Regions from separate parts of the Mus musculus genome. Here region 2 is linked to region 1. Evidence: chromatin contacts called from public promoter capture Hi-C data. All regions are on one chromosome and are shown on one strand. Each heading gives the region's core, a stretch centred on a gene start, on an enhancer-like site or on the middle of the called end of the contact. The rest is flanking DNA. Distances are from core to core; before and after follow the strand shown. Region 1 holds the start of Wfdc16 (WAP four-disulfide core domain 16). Region 2 holds the start of Dnttip1 (deoxynucleotidyltransferase, terminal, interacting protein 1).

Region 1 (5,323 bases), core at 663-3,162:
TGCATGGAAGAATGTTATGCAACCCCTGCCAAATCAGCAAACACTGGCTAGAAAGGTGAGGCGGAGGAAGGGGCCTTTAAAGTGGGTTAGTGGAAAGGGGGTGTGGCTCAGCTGCCATGAGAATCAGAAGGGAGACTCCACAAAACTAATAGAATGACCACAGCACCCCACCATATTATCCTTGGAAATATCTCCCAGGAATCAGAGCACCATACAATAAATACTGCATACCCGTGTTCATGCCAGCAACATTCACAATGTATAGAATTAGCCTAGTCAGCCCATCAATGAATAAATAAACTGTATATACAGAGATATGATAATATATAATAATTATATAATATACATATAATAATGTGTATATGTGTATGTACACACACTATATGTGTGTGTGTGTATATATATATGTATATATATATATTTCATTCTTAGAAAGGATGACATGAATGGAGGCAGACATCATCATGCTAAACAACAGAAGTACAACTCAGAAAGACCAGTGATGTCTATTTTCTCTCATATGAACCTAGTTGTTTTAAAGAGATGAAGTTGGAGTGTCTTACTTGGGGGAAAGAGACCCTGTGGGAGGAAGGATGGAGAGAAGCTGGGGGCAGGGAGCAATATGAATAAAGTACCTCACCTATCATGTGAAAACGTCATGTCAAAACCTATGTTTTGTACAAATAGCATATGTTAACTTTTTAATACAAAGAATCAGGGGCTATTTCAGAAAATCAGAGTTAAGAGTCTCAGCCCCCAATATGACAGCTCACAACTGTCTCTAACTCCAGTTGTGGGGCATCTAATGCCCTCTTCTGGCCTCTGTGGGCACTGCACACATGCGGTGCACAGCCATTCATAGAGGCAAAACACCCATACACAATAAATAAGAACAAAAAGGAAAGAGCCTGCCTTCCACCTCCACTTCTCCATTTCTGGCTGAAACAGCTGCCCAGAAACTCGGCTTTCTCTTGAACACGTTCCTCCTTTCAGTCCTTACCCATCTCCCTTCCACTCAGTAGAATTCAAAACAAAAACAAAAACAAAACCCTACAGGACTTCTACAAAGCTCACATATTCATTTTTCTCAGTATGACCAAGGTTCTAAAACACCCAATTCCCTTTAAATGGTGGGGGCACATAGTAAGAAATCATTAGAAACCCTTTGTCCATGTGTGGTCTGTCTCTGAAGCTCATAACTGAGAATACCGGCTCCCAGCAGCTAGAGCTAGATGCCTCCAGGCAGCCTCTAAACCTCCTGGAACTGCCTAGATGAGTGTTTTCCTGGATAAAAACACAGCGTGGCTGCCACAACCCCCCCCCCGCCCCCCGCCCAACAGACATAAAAACAATGTCTTACTTGCAGCATCAAGATACCCTCCAGGTTGAGACCTAAACATTCGGTTTCCTTCCAGCATCCTGGCTTTCAAAATGAGGGATGTTCTGGGGTGCCCCAGCCCACCCCTGCTTCCTCCCTGCAATGGTACTAGAGAAGGGTTAGGGTTATTCACTTTCTGCCCAGTCCCCACTTTGAAGCCCATCCAAAATACCTACTGTAATCTTGAATTTGGATTTCAGAAAAATATCTGTCCTTCCATCTTGCCAACACTGGCAGGCCTAACGTGCCAAGGAGTAATAGCATCTGGAGAGTGACTTGCCACTTCATGAGGCCAACCGGGGACATCAGGCTGCAAGGCTGGCAGGAGACTCAGTGTTGCAACAGGACCTGTGAGGGGCACAAAGCCTTCCTGGTGGGGAGGTGGGAACACCCATGCCTGCCTGGCCTCCCAGCACCCTGCCTGGTTTGGTACCATGTTCCCCCTCCGTCCACACTACCATCTTGCCTGAGGTCAGCTCTTCACAATGTCCTCTCACCTTCTTTTCCGTTGCCCAGTGGAGCCACTCACACCTTCACATGTTCATGTTTGGGAAAATTTAAAAGCAGGAAAGCACAAGAAAAAAATAGAGGCTCTTAGTTATTCATTACCTAGGGCTGAGCGCTGGAGATCATTTAGGAAACCATCCAGGTTTTCTGCCCTATCAAAATACAGATCTCCTTCATCTACACCTAATTAATTTACACAGTTTTCATAAAGTTGTCATCACATTACACCTACTGATTTAATCAAATATTTATTTTCCATAATATGATTTTTCTGGAGCAAGTGCTATTTTTTCTTGTGCAATACTACACACACACACACACACACACACACACACACACACACACACGTACACACATACACAAATCCTTACTGAATTTTCACCCAGTGAACACACCCATGTAGGCATCACAGGGTTCCATGTCAAATAAAATCAAGGTCAAGTCATGAGTTCATATTTATGTAAACTCAATTGGAATAGAATGGGAGTTTGCTGAAGAAAGGATTTAACCAGTGTCAGGTGAAAGAGTGAGAAATCATGGACCCCATGATGGAGCTGTGATGGAGCCTGTGATGGAGCCCATGATGGAGCCTGTGATGGAGCCTGTGATAGACCTCTGATGGACCCTCTGGTGCAGCCTGTGATGGAGTCTGTGATGGACCCTCTGATGGACTCCAAGATGGAACCTGCAATAGAGTGTACAGTTCTCTAAGGGAAGGGCTCCATGCCTGAGCTGGCTTGCTTGTTCTTTCTTCCCATGTGATGCCCAGTCATGTGTTTGAAAAATACTTTCATTAGTTCTTTGAGAATTTCATACCCTGTATTTTGATTATATTGAGCCCCAACTTCTCCACTTAACTACTTCCAAATCCATCCCTAATTTCCTGTCCTCTTTTTCTTCTCCCATAACCCCTCAACTCCAGTTTGAGCTGCTCACATCCCCCTGATGTGAGCCCATCCACTGGAACACCTAGGTCCTACCAGGGGCTACACCCTGAAAGCAACCATCCATAGCTCCTCGTTTAGGGCTGGGGGCTTGTGAACTCCTTTCCATTCCATGCTAGAATGTTGTCTGGCTTGCTCTTGTGCAGGCAACCACAGCCACTTTGAGTTTGTGGCTGAGGAGTCCTGGCATGTCCCCCAAAACACTGTTTTACTTGGGCCTTCTCCCAACCTCTGATGATTCCACACACTAACAAGCCTGTCAAAGCTGATGCCAGGGCAATGCGTTTGACAATTCACAGTCTCCAGAACCGTGAGCCAAAGACCCTCTCTTTCTTTATGAATCATCACCCAGCCTAGGATAGTCAACTACACCAATAGGAAAGAACCAAGACAGGGATGGCCAGTAGGTGATGGGATGATTGGTCACGGGACAAATTGAAGCCATGGGCCAACTAACAGGATGCCATAGGGTCTCAGCATTCCTGCTGCCATGATCCTGCCTAAGATGAAGCTCAAACCAATTGTGAGGAAACATCAGACAAACTCTGAGTAAGGAGGCATGGTAAGTAAGTGTCGTACATAATTCTCTACATAAGCCATCGTTGTGCAACCAGCAAAACTGAGAGGCCCCCAGGATTGCAGTGTGTGGCCTTCTTCTGCTGATAGTTGAATTGTTCTAATATGGGGAGAAGGGACACTAAAGACCTGAGATTATGGTCTGTCATTCTGGTAATTACCAAGTGCTTCCAAAAAGGTTCTCTGCATTAGGTCTTCAACATTGCCAAAAGCTTGATACTGTTTCACACTAGAAAAAACAAAACAAAACAAAACTAGGAACAATCAAAATACTTTGAGGATATGCTCTGAGGATTGATGGGGCTCAGACGGGAAAAAGTTGGGTGTGGCATCCACCATATAGTTTCAAAAATTATTAAGTAATATAGAAAGCCATCCTCTCTGATGTTTATATATGTTTAATATTTCCTATAAAATTTTCACTCCTTTAATGCTTTTTCTTTATTTGTAGCATGGATGATTGACATAGGGCCTCTCTCAGATGACAGGCAAGTCTTCTACTGAGATGTAGCTTCATCCAGTTTTCTGTTTTCTTGTAATAAGCCCTTGCTAAGTGCCCTGGCTGGCCTTGAACTTGCCTGCAAAGCTCAAGGACTACAGACAAGTTCTGCGGTGCCTGGCATTTCATTTTAAACTCATCTGGCTTGGTTTGGGCAGATAGGCCAGAGCTTCTCAGCCTCAGCACAGTGAGTTCTTCACCTAGATAGCTCTGCCGTGAAGGTCAAGGTGTCCTCACACTGCACCGCTGGCTCCCGCTCATTGGATATTAGCAGCACTCCTGTAATGTAAAAACCCAAACTGCCTCCAAGAATTTGTCCAATATCATCTTAGAGGTCATAATGCCCCTGTTGAGCGCTGCGGAGATGGCTCTGTATGTAAATTGTTGGCCACAGAAACGTGAGGCCCTGAGACCAGGTCTCTAAAACTCAAGCGGAGAAAACAGGCACAGCATCAGGAGGAAGGTGGAGACAGCCAGATCCCGGAAGCTCACAGCCAGTCTAGCTGAGTCAGGTTCAATGAGGAACTCTGTCCCCGTATGACCCTCTGTGGCGGCAAAAAAAAAAAAAAAAAAAAAAAAAAAAAAAACAACAAAAAAAAAAACCCTAGTCTCTTCTCAAGGGCTTGGGAGTGGGGGTGGGGCTCCTAAAGATCTTTGCTCCCCTAGTTCAGGGTTGATCAGTTTGAAGAAAAATAAGATGGTTGAATGGCTGGTGACCAATTATGTGTAACATGTAACCAATCATGTGTAAACAACCACTTGTCATAAATCCTAATCCAGACTTGAACTTCTTGAGCCAGTTCATCAGCAGGGGGCCTGTTGTTGGGAGACAAAAACCCAGTAAGAGATTTGCTTTAAAGTGCAGGGATGTTTGTCTCAGGCAGGAGGGTGAGGGAGAATCAGGCCGTCCTGGAAACTGGCTACTTTTGTTACCTCAGCCTATCCTCTCTCCCTATCTGCCTGCCTACCAGAGAGTCTGTTTAACTCCTAGTCTCTGAAAACCTTTGGGCGTTTCCCACATCCTTGGACATGCCTTCTGATGATTTTTAAGCTTTTTTTCTTAAGTTTTTCTTCTAGCTTTTCAGCTTTGAATGTTTGTCCTGAGAAATTCTCAAAGCCAGAGATTCCTCCTTTGGGCCTCATCTGCTGATGAACCCTATGTGGTGGTTTGAATGGATTGTCCCCCATAGTCACGGGTATTTGAATGCTTGACCTCCAGTTCCTGGTGCTGTTTGTGGAGGCTTAGCAGGTGTGCCCCCTTGGAGGAAGTCACTGGATGGGGGGCAGGTCTTGGTTGAGAGTTAAACAAAAGACTTGTGTGATTCCTGGTTTCTCTCTGATTTGAGCTTGTGACTCGGAGTGTGAGCCCTCAGCTTCTATGCCAGCTGTCAAACCTGCAGCTTGTTTCTGTGTCGCCCC
Region 2 (4,804 bases), core at 772-3,271, 110 kb after region 1:
GTCCAACTCCGGGAAGAGGAGCATCGGAGTGTTTCAGCATCAATATGAGAAAACAAAAGGGTTGCAGCTTGGTCCCTGTGGACCACATATGCCACTCTTAGACAAAATGAAAGATAGTCATCAAAATTAGAGAGGGCAGCTGCGATGACTCGGTCTTTCATGTCTCCTCTGTCACCTTCTCCCCTGCTTCTTTTTATTTGTATAGCACATGTCCTCCATTGGCTGTGATATCTAATAGTGTCCAGTGACACCGCTGAGCCCAGTAAGGTTAAGGGCAGAGTACAGGTAAAAACGTAACAACAAAAGACTATCTTCATATATCCAAAGCCAGGCATGGTAGTGTCTGCTTGCCATTCCAGTCTTGGGAAGGCAGAGAGAGACAGGTAGATTACACTGTCAGCTTGGGCCTAAATTGAAGCTCAGCCTAGAGCTACAGAGGAGGGTCTTGCCTAAGGGAAAACAAAAACAAAAAAGCCACCATTGTTTAAAGCAAGGAAGTGCCTTGTTAAAAGGTGGATGTTGGGGCTAGAAAGATGGCCCAGCAGTCATGGAGCATGTGTTGCTCTTGTAGAGGACCAGGGTTCAGTTCCCAGCACCCACAGGGAAATTTACAATTATCCATAACTTTATTTCCAAAGGATCCAATACCCTATTCTGACCTCTGCGGATACCAGGTACATAAATGATGTACATACATACATGCATACCAGCAAAACACTCATACACATAAGTAAACCTAAAAAAATAAAAGTGGACGTTGGAACATGGAACAAAACTGGCATTGTTGATTATCTAATATGTGTTTTATATGCAGTATTTTAATACATACAATAATATTTCAGAGGAAAAAGTCCTTAAGTGACGGTTGCTGGAAATTACTATTATATTAGAATAATTTAAGGAGTTACTTATACCAAAGTTTTAAGTGCTTTGCATAAAATAATCCAGCCCTAGTATCAACCATATGACGACTCTGGGGTCAATTTCCAACACGACATAAACCAAACGTGGACTGTGGCATGCCTGTGAACCGGCATTGTGGAGGTGGAGGCAGATCCTTAGTTACATGGTCCAGGCTGGAATACTTGAAACTGTGGACGAATGACCGTGCAATTAGTATGCAGGAGAATAGCGGTAAGCGATCCAGTCCCACAGCCAATGTTCTTAGCCTTTGGCTTTGAGACAGCTCTACACCACAGCTACTTCCTTCCTCGGTGTTGGGGTTATGTTATCACACCAGGCCCTATCCAACGTTAACGATCATATCACATCAGGTTGGAATCTAGATCTTTCCTAACACAAAATTCATATACGTTACACTACCTGCTTCTTGTGACCCGAGAAGAGTTATTTTATCACCCGTAACTGAATCCGAATTCTTTCACAGACAGCTTACCTCTCTGAGGTAGTGCTAAGAGGAGCTCTGGAGAACGCCACAGTTGTTAAACCTTTCATCCCCTACCTATCCCAGAATCAACCATCTAGGGGAGAGAAGGCCAGCTCTCTGCAACAGGACTAGTTCACAAGCCAAAACCCAACTTTCATTCTGATGCCTTTCGACACAAGCGGCAGCCCGCAAAGGCTAGTAGTATGGTGTTTAGGTGTTTGGGTATTTAGGGTGGCACCAACAACCCCTTCTTTTGTTGGCTTTCCCGGTTCCTGAGTCAGACTACTCCAATTCGGGGGAGGCTGTGCTAAGATTTCAGATGTTCCTGCGGTTTTCAAAGATTGAACTTCGGGCTGCCCTCATCCGAAGCCCCGTGCTCCCCCGCTGAAGTGTATGCTCTGCTGCCCTCACACCGCCCTCGTCCCTTGACTGAATGGCCCCCGAACACCCACACTCGGTCCCCAGCCGTTGTCTCCCAGGGGTCTGGAAGCCTCAACGTCGTCCCCGACACCAAAGACGAGGTGGCTCCTAGGCGGCAGTTCGGTTCCCATAGCAACCCCACGGCGCACGCGCGTCGCGCTTCCGGCCGGGTGGCTCGGGCGCTCCCGTGACGTCACGGCGCCGCTTTCCGGTGGCTGAGTCGAGCTGAGGTTGTTGTGGGCCGGGGGGCGCCATGGGGGCGACTGGCGACACCGAGCAGCCGCGGGGCCCCGGCGGGGCGGAGCGAGGTGGCCTGGAGCTGGGCGACGCGGGCGCGGCGGGCCAGCCGGTTCTCACGGTGAGGGCGCCCGGGCGAGGCCGGGGCTCGGGCCGGGCAGGGCCTCGGGCTCCCGGGCCCCGGGCCCGCGGGCGAAAGAACGCGGCGGCCGTGCGGCCCTGGGAATGTCGTTTTCTCAGTGCCGCTACAAGCTGGATTCAGATTGTAGCTAGGTGACGTGGGCCTGATGTGACACCCTCTGAGCGCCAGGTTTCTCTTCTGTGAAATGAACAGCAATAACCCGAGCTTGCTGGAGTTGTGGTGGGATGGGCTGATAAAGGCGGGTAGAACGCCCTGACTCGTCACCCGCCTCATAGTAGACCCTAGGTAAACACTGCTGCCCTTCCTCTTGCTCTTCCAGAAAAAGCGAGCTTTGGACATTGGTGACAGAAAACATTTTCCCAGTTCCTCCACCCTGACAGGGTCTTCCAGCCACTGAATTAATTCCCCTTCACCCCAAGGTGGGAGAAGTGAGAAGCAGGAACGTCTAGGTTTAGCGCCATACTCACTTTCTCCTCATCCTCACTATGAGAAGCCTCGGTGACATTTGCCCACTTGGTCCCCAACAGAACCCTTGGAACATAATGATAAAACATCGGCAGGTGCAGCGAAGGGGCCGCCGATCTCAGATGACCACAAGGTAAGGCTCGACCTGGGTGAGACCTGAGATCCAGTTGTGTGGACTGCAGTGAGTGCTTTGGGAACCCCACTGTAGGAGTCTGAGATCAACAGCCCGTAAAGAGCACAGGAGTGGGGAGGCTGTAACTTCCTGTCACCTTGTCAGGTCCACATCCTAACCAAGCAGGGAAGGAATGAACGTCTAGTCTGTCTCCGTGATTGAAGTCTGTAAGTCAGAGGATGTGAATTCAAGATTACAGACATCTGTTCTAATGCAGACTGAGATGTTTGTTAACACAAGCCTTTAGCTTTTCTTAGACTCTGTTTTCTCAGCTTTGACATGGGGCATCCAGCCTGGGGAAGGGATGGGCCTTGGGAATTCTTCTTGTATTTTTGACCTGGGATAGTGATAATCATTTATTAATTACAATACTTGGCAGAGGCAGGCAGACCTCTGTGAGTTTAAGGCCAGCCTGATCTATGTAGTGAGTTCCAAGACAACCAGACTACATAGTGAGACTCTGTCTCTAAAAAAGGAAAAGAAAAAATATGTGTGTATTATATTTCATAAAATACTTGGAAAATAATTCCTATTTCACAGAGTTATAATGAAATAAATTTTAGAATCCCATGTTGCTAACTAGCTGAGTAGTCTGGGAAGGTCTGTTTGGAACACTCCCCTGACTCTGTCTCCCCAACAACCCCAGTTTCACAGACCCAGCCATCTCTATGGATCTCCTCCGTGCTGTCCTGCAGCCTAGCATCAATGAGGAGATCCAGGGTGTCTTCAACAAGTACATGAAGGTGAGGACCTGGTGACTAAAGCCAACTGTACTACTAAACAAGACTGTACAGCCAGGTGCTGCAGCGTACGTGCCCGACCACTCAGGAGGCTGAGGCAGCTGACAGCCAGCCTGGACAGCACAGTAAGACCCCTTAGACAAGAAAAAACAGAATGGAGGCTGGAAAATACAGCCTCAGTGGTTAGGGGTGCTTGCTGCTCCTGCACAGGACTCAATTGTAGTTCCTAGCACTCACATCAGGCCACTCCCAGCCTCCTGTAACTCAGGTGCAGGCTCCAGTGCCCTCTTCTGACCTCTGCAGATTATAACCAGAGTATAAATTCCACAGGTATGTACACATAAATATATTTTTTTTAAATCTTAGAAAAAAACAGGCATGGTGGCATATACCTTTAATCCCAGCACCCAGGAGAAAGAAGCAAGCAGATCTTTGGAGTTTGAGGCCAGCCTGGTCTGCAGAGTGAGACCCTCTCTGAAAAGAAAGGAAAGGGGAGGGAGGATAGAGGAGACTTGCAAGCAGGATAGTCCTGTCAACAGTCTCTCTTGATATTCTTGCTACACAGATATAACAGGTTTATACACCCCAATCACTTTTTCACTGCTTGGGGGTGATTTCAATACCTTTCTTTGCCAGATGGTTTCATTTTCATGTGTTCAGCACCCTTATTTAGACCATGAAAAGTTAGACCTTTTTAAAATTCATTTTCACAAATACCATTAGCATCATTGAGATGCCTTGGGGTTATGTGTAGCTTAGTGAAGCACTTACTTAGCTCGTGAGTACAGAGCCCAATTCATGATTAACACATTGCCAGCCATGACTGGGCCTGTGGCAGTGTGTAAAACAGATAGTGCCCCTGCTCGCTTCAAACAGTGTGAGGGAAGGAGTGAAAAAAAGAGGTAGCTCACCACCGGGCTTCCTCGAGAACAGAGCTAGGGTGTCTGTGTTATTAGAGACACTCATGCATTTGATGGGGGTTGCTTTTGGTAATGCCAGTTCACAGTATTGATTTTCCAATCCATGATGGGGGGGTGGGGGAGTGGTGTCACCCCATCCTGTAGGGTCTTCACCAATTTCCTTCAGTTTTTAAAGCTTTTCTTACAGGCATGTTTACTGGAAGGTTTATTTTGTGGCAGTTGTGAATGGAATGCTTTCTCTGAGCTCTTCCTCAACCTGTTTGCTGCCAGTGCAGAGGAAGACTGTAGGGTTTTGCATGCTGATTTTTTATTCTGCCTCTT

The links. Promoter capture Hi-C pulls out the DNA fragments that hold promoters and counts their contacts.
Region 2: a promoter capture Hi-C map of macrophages shows a contact between it and region 1, with 6 read pairs. The contact joins the promoter of Dnttip1 here to the promoter of Wfdc16 in region 1. A contact is called at or near these places in 2 of 39 promoter capture datasets (macrophages and stem cell-derived epiblast-like cells), 3 of 115 datasets of contacts at active chromatin or transcription factors (bone marrow-derived macrophages, embryonic stem cells and large pre-B cells) and 2 of 9 other capture datasets (macrophages and pancreatic islet).

The regions. Positions count from the first base shown.
Region 1 is chr2:164,636,890-164,642,212 of GRCm38.p6, forward strand. Wfdc16 (WAP four-disulfide core domain 16) reads right to left here and starts at 1,913. Exons shown (of 4, transcript NM_001012723.2): 1 at 1,876-1,913; 2 at 1,555-1,726. The coding sequence starts at 1,684.
Region 2 is chr2:164,743,994-164,748,797 of GRCm38.p6, forward strand. It overlaps Dnttip1 (deoxynucleotidyltransferase, terminal, interacting protein 1), which reads left to right and starts at 2,022. Exons shown (of 13, transcript NM_133763.1): 1 at 2,022-2,165; 2 at 2,714-2,784; 3 at 3,470-3,566. The coding sequence starts at 2,061. It also overlaps a transcript of Wfdc3 not described here.